Linked DNA regions of Sus scrofa: region 1 is linked to region 2. A link is a contact called in public Hi-C data. All regions are on one chromosome and are shown on one strand. Each heading gives the region's core, a stretch centred on a gene start, on an enhancer-like site or on the middle of the called end of the contact. The rest is flanking DNA. Distances are from core to core; before and after follow the strand shown.

The links. A called contact is a pair of places that touch in the nucleus more often than the background predicts.
Region 1: a contact with region 2 is called in a Hi-C map of liver, with 2.6 times the contacts expected there. The contact joins the promoter of CRCP here to the promoter of GUSB in region 2. A contact is called at or near these places in 8 of 47 Hi-C or Micro-C datasets (brain, embryonic fibroblasts, fetal heart ventricle and 3 more) and 2 of 2 datasets of contacts at active chromatin or transcription factors (alveolar macrophages and skeletal muscle).

The regions. Positions count from the first base shown.
Region 1 is chr3:16,619,841-16,625,773 of Sscrofa11.1, reverse strand. CRCP (DNA-directed RNA polymerase III subunit RPC9) reads left to right here and starts at 3,857. Exons shown (of 7, transcript XR_002342338.1): 1 at 3,857-3,990.
Region 2 is chr3:16,667,680-16,674,023 of Sscrofa11.1, reverse strand. GUSB (glucuronidase beta) reads right to left here and starts at 1,953. Exons shown (of 12, transcript NM_001123121.1): 1 at 1,741-1,953. The coding sequence starts at 1,953.

The DNA of each region.
Region 1 (5,933 bases), core at 2,608-5,107, 50 kb after region 2:
ATGACAGCTTAGATCAACTCTCTGGCAGCTGGTAAGCACCCAGCAGGTCTTACCAGACTTTCCCTGGGTGACTTTTCTTTATTTTTTTTAGTTTTTTTTATTTTTTATTTTTGGCTTTTTGCCTTTTTGCCTTTTCTAGGGCCACTCCCTCGGCATATGGAGGTTCCCAGGCTAGGGATCAAATCGGAGCTGTAGCAGCCGGCCTACACCACAGCCACAGCAACACCAGATCCGAGCTGCGTCTGCGACCTACACCTCAGCTCATGGCAACGCCGGATCCTTAACCCACCGAGCAAGGCCAGGGATTGAACCCACAACCTCATGGTTCCTAGTCGGATTTGTCAACCACTGAGCCACGATGGGAACTCCTGGGTGACTTTTCTTTTTTTCCCTCGTCTACGGCACATGGAAGCTCTGGGGACAGGGAGTGAACCTTTGCCACAGCATTGACCCTAGGCACTGCAGTGACAATGCTGGATCTTTAGCCCACTGTGCCACAAGGGAACTCCCTGGGTGACTAAAGATTTGAATCTCTGTTTATACCTTCAAAGGCTCTATCTGCCAATTTCCTTCTAGGCTCTGAGGGTGGGGGGAAAGAAGGGGAGGGGAGGGGAGGAGGAGGAGGAGGAGGAGGAGGAGGAGGAGGAGGAGGAGGTTCACTGTTCAACAGGACATTTCCACTTGGAGGACATACCGGCTTTGCTCATGCTCTGACCCTTTGTAAATATTTAATACCTCTGCCTAAAAAATGCCTGCTGTTAAGGGAAAAAAAGCCATTTTCTGGAATTGTGTGTTTTGAGTGGCAAAGAACAGAGACTCATTAGGTAGCTTCAGTTTAGGAACGCTGCAGGGTAGCCCTGAGTGGGGACAGGCCAGGCAGGAGTTTCGGCTGTGGACTGGCCCCGCTTCACTGTGCAGGCTCCTTCTGGGCAGCTTTCTTGACTACTTTGCTGCCTCCATGAGATAGGTTGGGTGGCAGCATACGGCCCCCAAAGTCTCAGGGTAGCGTCCCTTGGAGAATGTGCAGCTTAGCCATTTTATCACGGGGCCCTCAGAGGCACCCCCTCTCTTCTGTGAAGCCTTGGCCGTGTGCGTCCCTCCCCGCACCCATCTCAAAAGGCCCTGGCTTTGGGACGCTTCTCCACCTCATTAGTCATTCACGCTTCTTCTCTGCAGCTCCCAAGCACAGCACGTTGTAGTTATTGACGTCCAGAGCTGGTTCCCCAACTAGGCTGTCAACCAGGCAGGGCGGGAGATGTGTATTATTCACACTTGTATCATCAGCACCAGACGGGCCAGCAGGCATGTTTGCTGAGTGAATAATGAATGCAATGGGCATCTTTAGGACTTCTTTGAGGGCCCTGCCCTGCTCCAGGGAGGTCCAGGGGACCCTCCACCTGAATCAGGCCAGCTGGGTCTGGGTTGGCATTTTATTTACATGTTGATTTTTTTTTTTTCAGTTTTATCTATCTATCTATCTGGCCGAGCTCATGGCATGTGGAAGTTCCCAGGCTAGGGGCTGAATCGGAGCTGCAGCTGCGGGCCATAGCCACAGCCACAGCAACGCAAGATCTGGGCCGTGTCTTCAACCTACAACGAAGCTCACAGCAACGCTGGATCCTTAACCTACCAAGTAGGGCCAGGGATTGAACCTCTACTCTCATGGATACTACTGGGGTTCGTTACTGCTGAGCCACAAATGGGAACTTCAACACCAGATCCTTTAACCCACTTCCCCAGCCAGGAATGCAACTCATACCTTCACAGCGACCTGAGCTGCTGCAGTCAGGTTCTTAACCCACTGTGTCATGGCAGGAATTCCAAGAACTCCTGTGATTCTTAATGAAAATTAGTTGTTTAAAAAAATATTTTTGGGAGTTCCTGTCATGGCTCAGTGGTTAACCAATCCGACTAGGAACCGTGAAGTTGCGGATTTGATCCCTGGCCTTGCTCAGTGGGTTAAGGATCTGGCATTGCCATGAGCTGTGGTGTAGGCCACAGACGCAGCTTGGATCTGGTGTTGCTGTGGCTGTGGCGTAGGCCGGTGGCTACAGCTCCGATTGGACCCCTAGCCTGGGAACCTCCATATGCCGCAAGCGTGGCCCTAAAAAGACAAAAGACCAAAAAAAATTAATTAATAAAAATAAAAAAATATTTTCGTAGTTTAAAAATAACACATAAACTGAAAAAAAATTAAAATTCTGAATGTGTAAATTCCCCTCACTTCTCTTCCAAAGCAATCCCCATAGGCAAATATCCATTAAAAATATTTTAACAGCTTTATTGATATTTAAATCATCAGATACCATACAATTCACCCATTCAAAGTGTACAATTCAAAAAACAAGCCTGCCTCAGTCTCTTCAGTAGTAAAATTTGAGTGACAAAGGAATCTACCTCATAGAGTAACATGGTTGTACTGTCACAGTAACTAATATTCGTCGAGCATTTACTATGTAGATACATAACGGACCTATGATTTATAGATTAGTGAATTGAGGTTAGGAGAGGTTAAGTAATCTCCCAAGGTCAAACAACCCCTAATAAACTGATGGAGATAAACAGAATCAGAGGCTGCCTGCAAAGCCTGCATTGTCAACTGTTAATATCAGGGAATAACAAAACGCTTATCAAGGAGACAGTGTTTAGTAAATGATAACTGATATAATTATAAAAAAGTGGAAAAATTAGCAATTGATTCATCACCTAAAGACACCAGCCATTTTTAATTTTTGGCATATTTCCTTCCAAATACTTCAAACATACTAAAAATTCAGAAGAAAATAGACATCAGCCTTCCACTTTTTTTTTTCCTTTTTGTCTTTTTAGGGCTGTGTCTGCAGCATTTGAGGTTCCCAGGCTAGGGGGTCGAATAGGAGCTGTAACATCCTGCCTACGCCAGAGCCGTGTCTGTGACCTACACCACAGCTCATGGCAACACTGGATCCTTAACCCACTGAGTGAGGCCAGGGATAGAGCCTGAGTCCTCATAGATGCTAGTCGGGTTTGTTAACTGCTGAGCCACAACAGGAACTCTTTTTTTTTTTTTTTTTTTTTAAGACACAAAATTTCATAGATTAGGTGGCTGTATCACCCTTACCCTGAGGTCTTTTTTCCCCTATGCATTATTTTTCTTTAGATTATTAGAGTCACAACACATCATTTTCCATCTTAAAAAAAAAATCTGTCTTGAGCATTTCCCCAGCATATCAAATATGCTACAAGATTACTTGGGCCACATATATCGTACTGCATACTGTATGGCTGAAACACGATTTATCAATTTTCCATTGTTGGGTATGTAGGCTATCTCCCAGCAAAATTATCATTACACGTTGATCTTTCGTCAAGCATCTGATGATTCCATTTGGGCAAATTCTTAGAAAGGCCAGATCAGAGACTGTCAAGAAGTCTCTTCATAATTTTCTGACAAATAGTGAAGAATGGGAACAGGGAGAAGGGAGTCTGAGATTTTTTTTCACCTTTTAGAACGTTTTATTCCATTATAACACACATACAGAAATGTGCACATAAGCTACAGCCCACCGAATTTTCAGAAGCACCACCTACTCGGCGTCCAGATCCTGAAAGAGAGCATGTCCAGCAGCCCAAGGCCACCTCGCCCCTTGCCATCGCTACTATCCAAGGGGTGGGATTTTAACGCTGCAAATGCCTACGAATCCGATTACATCTTTGGATTAATACTTGGATATACCCTAGACCACGAAAACGTGAGCTAAATCCGTCTGCAAACGTTTGACAGCCTGAGGTCGGACCAAGAGCGCAGAGACGGGTCGGGAAGACGAGCCAGCAACGCCCCCGGCCCCACGGGGGTCCTCCAGGATCCCGGCATGCAGCGCGGCGATCCCGGCGTGCACCGCGGTCCGCGGAGTCGGTTTCCGGGCGCTTTGCTCGGGCGGCGAGAGCAGCGGATGGGCGGTGAGGGTCTGTGTCCGGCCGAAGGCGACGAGGCGGGGACGACATGGAAGTGTAAGCCGCCCGGGGCGCGTCGTCGGCTCAAGGGCGACGCTCAGAGCTGGGGACGGCTAATTCCTGGGAGCCGGGAGATGTGGGCCGGGGGCGATTCCTCGTCCGGGCGGGCGGGGAGGGCGGCGGGCCAGGAGGCTAGGAAGGGACTCTCCCTCCGGCCTTCTGAACCTTCGCCCCCTCTCCCACCGCGTGCTCAGGACGTGGGGCGAGGGCCACTTGGCCCGGCTGCCTTTAGGGGTGCCAGGTGTCTGTTCCCTCCCTCACGCACTCAACAGCGTCGCCAGGTCGCGGTGGGGAGCTGGGTATGAGAGCAGGGACTTATTAAACCCTGGGTCCGGCCTGGAAGTACCTGGAGGAGAGGTGGGGAAATGCTGGAGTAGAGTTTTGCTTAGGAGCAGTGGGCTTCTGGGGAGCCCGGATTCAGAGGAGGTGCTCTGCAAAGTAGTTAAGAAGCAGGTAGCCGTGTGGGGTTGGGGTGGGGGGCTAGGAGTAGAAGCCATTCTAACAATTGTAACTCCACATCGGCTTTTCCATGTTTGCTCCTTGTACTGCGTGCAGAGGGAAGTTTTTGCAGCTACTTTGTATGTGGATTTTTATACCTATGTTGCGTTCTCTTTGGCAACATGTTTATGTTTTGTTTGCTCTTTAGGGCCACAGGTGTGGCTTATGGAAGTTATCAGGCTAGAGACCAGGGATCAAACCCACATCCTCATGGATACTTCTCGTGTTCATTGCAGCTGAGCTAGGACAGGAACTCTGATTGTTTAATCCTGACATTTTCCTTTATGTTCTTTTACTTCATGTTTCACGTTTATATGTACTGTTTTGCAGACTTAAACACACACACACACACGCAGTTGGAGTTCCCGTCGTGGCGCTCGTTAAAGAATCCGACTAGGAACCATAAGATTGCGGGTTCGATCCCTGGCCTTGCTCAGTGGGTTAAGTATCCGGCATTGCCGTGAGCTGTGGTGTACGTTGCAGACGCGGCTCAGATCCCTCATTGCTGTGGCTCTGGCATAGGCCGGTGGCTACAGCTCCGATTCAACCTCTAGCCTGGGAACCTCCATGTGCAGTGAGAGCAGCCCAAGAAATGCCAAAAAGACAAAAAAAACCCAAAAAAACCCAAAAAACCACAATACGTATATGTATCTGAAGTGAAAGCTTCCTGAGACAGTGTTGTATACAGTAACTCTAGTAGTCTCTTCTATTAAAATAGAATGTTGACTCCTTAAATTGATTTTGCCATCCTCTATCTTAGGTTTGTTTATGCTGAGCCACCATGGGAACTCCACTTTCTATTCATTGATTTTTTTTTTTTTTTTTTTTTTATGGCCGAGGAAGTTGATGTTGTGGCTCAGTGGTTAATGAATCCGACTAGGAACCTTGAGGTTATGGGTTCAATCCCTGGCCTAACTCAGTGGGTTAGGGATCCGGTGTTGCCATGAACTGTGGTGTAGGTGGCAGACTTGGCTCCGATCCTGAGTTGCTGGGACTCTGGCCTAGGCTGGTGGCTACATCTCTGATTAGACCCCTAGCCTGGGAACCTCCACATGCTGTGGGTGCAGCCCTAGAAAAGACAAAAACACAGAAAAATTTTTATGGCTTCATGTCATTTGTAAGTTCCTGCCCCAGGAATTGAACCCAAGCCATAGCTGTGACCTGTGCCACAGCTGCAGCAACACTGAATCCTTTATTTTATTTAATTTATTTTATTACTTTTTTGTCTTTTCTAGGGCTGCTTCCCACGGCATGTGGAGGTTCCCAGGCTAGGGGTCTAATCGGAGCTGTAGCCGCTGGCCTACACCACAGCCACAGCAACACAGGATCTGAGCCTCATCTGCAACCTACACCACAGCTCACGGCAATGCTGGATCCTTAACCCACTAAGCAAGGCCAGGGATCGAACCCACAACCTCATGGTTCCTAGTCGGATTCGTTAA
Region 2 (6,344 bases), core at 704-3,203:
GAAGAAGGCTGGACAAAACGACCTTTCCCAGATTCCAGGCCACCCACCACTCTTCTTTGTCAGCGACTGACCCATGTCTTTTATGGACTCATTTAATTTTCACAACTCCATGAAGTAGACCCAGGAACAAACTCACTCAACGGCGTATAGAGAACATACTACATGCTGTTTTATTTTTATTTTTTTATTGTGTCTTTTTAGGGGTACACCTGTGGCATTTGGAGGTTCCCAGGCTACAGATCGAATCAGAGCCTCTGGCCTACACCACCGCCACAGCAACGCCAGATCTGAGCTGCATCTGTGGCCTACACACAGCTCATGGCACCGAGGGATCCTTAACCCACTGAGTGAGGCCAGGGATCGAACCTGCGTCCTCATGGATGCTAGTCAGATTTGTTTCTGCTGAGCCATAACGGGAACTCCTACGTGTTCCTGTTTTAGACGCTGAGCATAAAACAGTGAACAAGGCCTCTGCTGTCAGGCGATCAGCTCTACTGAAGAGTGTGGAGAGTGGCAGGGGGACTCTTAGGGCTCAGGGGAGGCCTTTGGGGGCCAGGGCCCATAGGATATGAACTCTAGACACCCTGGCAGAACTAGGTGAACCTGAGCCCTGCGGGGAATCCTTGAACCTCCAGACCTTTGAACATCTCAGGTAGAAGGCAAGGCAGGAGTGAGGCAAATAGCTCTGTGAGTCTGGGAGCAGCCTGGGGAAGAGTTTCCTGAGGACATACATATGTGGGGCATGTGACCATCAACAAAGACAGAATTGTGGCCCTGGGGATTACAGATTCCCCCCCTTGTCCCTGCAGGGACTGCTGTGGCTGGGGTTCCATCCCTGGCCCAGGAACTTCCACATGCTGTGGGTGTGGCCAAAAAAACCCACCACCAAAGCAGCAAGAATCTCCTGTCCCTCACAGCTGTATGCCCAGAGTCTGGCACCAGCCCTGCCATATAGCAGGGACTTAATACACATTGGCTGAAGGGGTGGATAACCGTGCTGATGAGATCAGCTGCTCAGATGGTTTGTATCCAAGCTCTGGTGGCAGAGCCCAGGGCACCAAGGTCTCCATGGAAAGAGTTGCACCCAGGGCCACAACCAGTCTGGGGTAAAGAGGATCTAAAGAGACAAGACTCTGACTAAGAGGAAGGTGATCAACCGACTGCCCCAGGGAGGAAGGCTGGCAGGGGTACCGGAGCTGCTCCGCTGAGGAAACTGTGAGTGCGGCACATGCCTGGCCCCAGCCCCCGCCCCTTTCTTCCTCTGCTGATGAAGCCTGGGCGGCAAAGACTAAAAAAGGGGATCTAAGAAAGGCGAGCGAAAGATGGGCACACAGGCTTGCCCCACTCAAACCAAGTCTTAAGGGAGACTAGAGGGGGGTCCTTGGCTGGCTGGCTGCCAAGCCCCGTCCTCTGCCTGAACCTTGGAACCCAAGGTCCTTCCTGCCAGGGCAGAGCTGGCCCTAAGATACCCAAAGCCTCCCCTCCTGCTTCTATGCAGCCACCCGCCCCTGCTCCATGCGGACACGGCTCGGGTTCCACTTCCCCCAGCAGCGTCGGGCCCACCCATTTCCTCCTTCCCGGTCCCTCCGGTGAGCCGACCCAAAGCCCCCTAAGCCCGTTCGCCTTTAACCTCCTCTTGGCCAGCAGTTCCGAGGGCACATGGGAAGGCGCCCCATACCCCCACCTGACTTCCAGGAGTTTCCCTGCTCTGACCCCGTGCCCCGTCCCCGCATCTCGCACCTCCCGCAGCGGCTTCCGGTACCACTGCTGCTCGAAGCCCTGGCGCCGGTTGTCGGAGAAGTCGGCGCGGAAACTCCAGAGGCCATTCAACTCCTTGCGCTCCCGCGATCGGCTCTCCTGGGGGTAGAGCATCCCGCCCTGCAGCAGCGCCAGCCCGCAGCCCCAGAGCAGCGGGCCGAGCACGGCCCAGGCGCCCGCCGGACCCCGGACCATGATTGCCCAGCGGGCAGGTAGCTGCCAGCCTCCCCACGCCCGGAGCCCCAAGCACGGGAGGCGGGGGCGGGGGCGGGGCGTGAGTCACGTGTCCCCCTTCCCCCGCCCGGGAGGGGCCATCTTGACTGAAGGCGATTGAGGGGCGGGGCGGGGCGATTGCGGGGCGGGGCGGGTAGGCCTCGGAGAGGCCGGTGCCCGGGAGGCGGCATCCCGCCCGCCTTCCTGCGCGAGGTCGGCGACGCGGGGAGGGCCCGCCGGGAGCCCGAGCCCCAGCCCCTGCCCCGAAAAGAGAAGCTTAGCGGCTCCTAGTCTGCAGGGTCACTGCCTGCCCCCGCCTTCCCCCTCCCCGGCTCGCGCTCAGGGAGGCCGGACCAGGCGCTGGAACAGGACCCCGGGGAGTCAGGTTCGCCCTTTGCGTCTAGAAGGCCTACCTGGGCCACGTCCACTCGCTTATGCCTGCGGGACACTGGTGAGCTCAGGCGAAGCCTCACCATGCCTCGTGACGTCTGCCCTGCGTGGTGGCCCGGCCCTAGCCTTGACCCTGGACCTCCACCTTCGGTCACCGGGGCCGCGGACCCGTACCCGGCATAGCGGCCACTTAAAGAATGTGAGGAGAGGGCGTCTATGATGCTAGTAACGCAGCCTGGATCCAGTTGTTCCGTACAATTACCTGATTTTCAAGGTATTACGTTTTACTCAGATTTCACGGTCACCAAAGCAATCTTCTGTTAATGGACCTTGGTATTGTAAACAAAGTATTTCCCGGGATAGTAAAAATAAATATATTGTAAGAACTGACAAGGTCTAAAGGTTTTTACCCCCCTGGATGCTTACAATATAAAAATAAACAAAAGTAGGATACAAAAGTATATATAGTTTGATCCCAGTATTGCTAAAGTTATATCCACACAGAAATAGAAAGAGACAAATGTGAAGTGTCATTGTCAGTGTTATAGATGATTTCCATTTTATTCCCCATAATTTTCTGAATTGTTGAAACTTTCTATAGTGAACAATGCATTATTTTTATAATCAGAGTGACACCAGTGAAACTTTTCAAAACAGCAGGAGGGGAGTTCCTGATGTGGCGCAATGGGATCAGCAGTGTCTTGGGAGCGCTGGGTCGCAGATTCCATGCTGGACAGGGTGGATTAAGGATCCTGCATTATCGCAGCTGGGGCTTAGGTCCTCACTAAGGCTCAGATCTGATCCCTAGCCCCAGATATCCGTATTCCTCGGGGCAACCAAAAATGAAAAAACAAAAGGAGACAAGAGGAGGGAGTTCTGCTGTGGCACAGTGGGTTAAGAATCTGACTGCAGGGGCTGGGTGGCTGAGGAGGCAGGGTTCCATTCCTGGCCTGGCAGCCGTGGGTTAAAGGATCTGCCACAGCTGCTGCTTCCTGGATTCAGTCCCCCTGGCCTGAGCACTTCTGTAAAAGAAATAAGAGAGAGGAAAAAAGAAGAAAAGAAAAACAGCAGGAGTTCACTGGTGGCTCAGCGGGTTAAAGCTGCAGTGGTGTCACTGCTGTTGCTCTGGTTACTGCTGTAGGGTGGGTTCATGCCTTGGCCTGGGCACTTCCACGTGCTGATGAGGCCAAAAAATAAAAAAAAGAAACTTTCCAGAAAAAAAAAGCAGGTATTTAAAAGAAGCAAACAGGCAAAAAATAAATAGGTGTTGATCTGCTTCGATAAATTAATAAATTGATTTTCCATTTGCAAGTCAATCTGTATGTATTTGGTACAAGTTGATTTTCTGCTGGTCAAAATTTTTTCTTGGTCAAGATCCAGTAAAACTTGGTTTCCCATTGTAGGAACCTGACAACCAGACCCTGTTAAATTCCGTCTGCCAGTTTCCTTACCCCCTAATTCTGCCACCTTGTACAAACCTATGGTTCTGGAGAGAAAAATGTGGACGTGGTCAGCAGTGAGAATGGATGAGGTCACTAAAGAAATGAGGGCAGGTGGAGAACCGATTCGAAGATGGGCCCCAAGACACCCCACATTGGGGGTGGAAAGGAGGAATGAGCAGGTCCCCACCTCCTTGAGAATAAATCCAAAGTCCTCAGCACAGTCTTTTTTTTTTTTTTTTGCTATTTCTTTGGGCCGCTCCCGAGGCATATGGAGGTTCCCAGGCTAGGGGTCGAATCGGAGCTGTAGCCACTGGCCTACGCCAGAGCCACAGCAACGCAGGATCCGAGCCGCGTCTGCAACCTACACCACAGCTCACGGCAACGCCGGATCGTTAACCCACTGAGCAAGGGCAGGGACCGAACCCGCAACCTCATGGTTCCTAGTCGGATTCGTTAACCACTGCGCCACGACGGGAACTCCCTCAGCACAGTCTTTGTACAGAACACAGGGTGCTCCTGCTGGCCTCCTGTTCCTGCAGGCTACCGGACTCAGGGCCATTCCTGTGCCTAGAAGCCCATCTGCCCAGACAAGTTAACTCTTCGCCATCCTCCTCATTCATCTTTGTCTTCACCCTCCTTGGCCTCCAGGCCACTCCCTCCACACACATACAGACCCCAAATCCACCGAGGAAGGTGGTCCTTGACTCAGGCCCCTTCTCCATCCCGCCTTCCGTCCTTGTGAGTGGCCTTCCCATCCTGGGCCTTCGTTCTGTGCCCCTTGACTTGCCTTTACCTTTCCATCCCCCCGGTGAATCCTGCACTGGCCCACATACTACAGTCTTTGCATTTTTTGAAACCCACGACTTCTGAGATTCCTCCCAGCCTACAATCTCCTGTTTTCACTCTGTTTACTCTGTCTTTATTTATTTGCTCCTTCACCAGATCGAAGCTCCATTTCCCCGCCCCATTTTTCTGAATCCAGCTGTCTTCTCCCGGGTCTTTCAGTCTGGAAACCATTCTCACATCACTCCCTGCCTCTCCCTGGAGCCCCCACCACTCTACAGCTTTTTCTCTGGAGCATCTCCAGCCCTGCCTCCCCCTTTCTCTTCCTCACTCACCCTTGGAGGGAGGGAGTCTTCTCCTCCCCACTCCCCAATCCTAATCTGGGAATGAAACCCGCTCCCTCTTTGCTGCTTCCAAATGTAGGCGCACAACCTCTATTCTAAGGACGGGTCTACAGAAGGAGAAAGGGAAAACCAAGCCAACAGACGTGAGGAAGTTACTGAGTAGTTCCTGCCTTTTTTTTTTTTCTTTTTTTTTCTTTTTCTTAATTTTTCCTTTTTCTTCCTTTTTTTATTTTTCCTTTTTCTTCCTTTCTTTTTTTTTTTATTTTTCCTTTTTCCTTTTTATGGCCGCCCCTGCAGAAGTTTCTGGGCTAGGGGTCAAATTGGAGCTGCAACTGCCAGCCTATGCCATGACTTGTGGCAACACCAGATTCTTAACCCACTGAGCAAGGCCAGGGATCAAACCTGCATCCTCATGGACACTAGGTCGGGTTCTTAACCCACTGAGCCACAATGTTCCTGCTTTTATTTTGAACCTTTCCTTTATTTTTTTATTTTAAAATTTTAATTTATTTATTTAGTCTTTTTAGGACCGCACCTGTGGCATATGGAGGTTCACAGGCTAGGGATCGAATCGAAGCTGTAACTGCTGGCCCACACCATAGCCACAGCAATGCGGGATCCTTAACCCACTGAGCGAGGCCGGGGATTGAAACTGCGTCCTCATGGCTCCTAGTCAGATTCGTTTCCACTGAGCCCCGATGGCAACTCCGGAACCTTTCCTTTAAGTATCTGTCAGAGGATGTGCCTGAATTCGCCCGGCAGATGATCTGTCCCCTTGATCGCCAGTGAACCGTTTGACAGTCTGAAATGGTCTTGCGGGGCGGATTCCGCCTCGACCTGGAAGAAGCACCCCTTCCTGGGGCATTTCCTCCTGTCTGCAGGTTGCTAACTCTAGGCTTTCCCATCCTCATTCTAGTTTATCTCAAGGAGGCCATTGACCTTTGAACCCGTCCTACTTAAAAGTCGACATCCCAGTTGCCTCCCACCCTACCCGCGGGACTGCAGAGAGCCAGACAGAGGAGGGGGCAGGATGTGCCTGAGAGAGAAACCCTGGAACTCCAAGCATCGGGGGACCAGGGAAGGAGGACAGACCCTTGTGTGGAGAGCCAGCCTCCGCAGCTGTTTCCTCCAGGACAAACGTGAGTTCCCTGCAGAGGCAATTTAACCCTGAAGCTAAAGGTTTAAGCTTTAGGGGAGTTCCCGATGTGGGACAGTGGGTTAGGTAGTTTGCAACTGCAGCTTGGATTTGATCCCTGGCTCTGGAACTTATATATGCGGCGGGTGCAGCCAAAAAAGAAAAAAAGAAAAACAACAGTTTAAGCTTTAGGGCCCCTCACTAGCCACTTCTAAAGCCCTAAGAGGGATGCTCGCAGCTATTCCCGTGATGTAGTTGGTGCCTCTGGTGCCCTGTGAT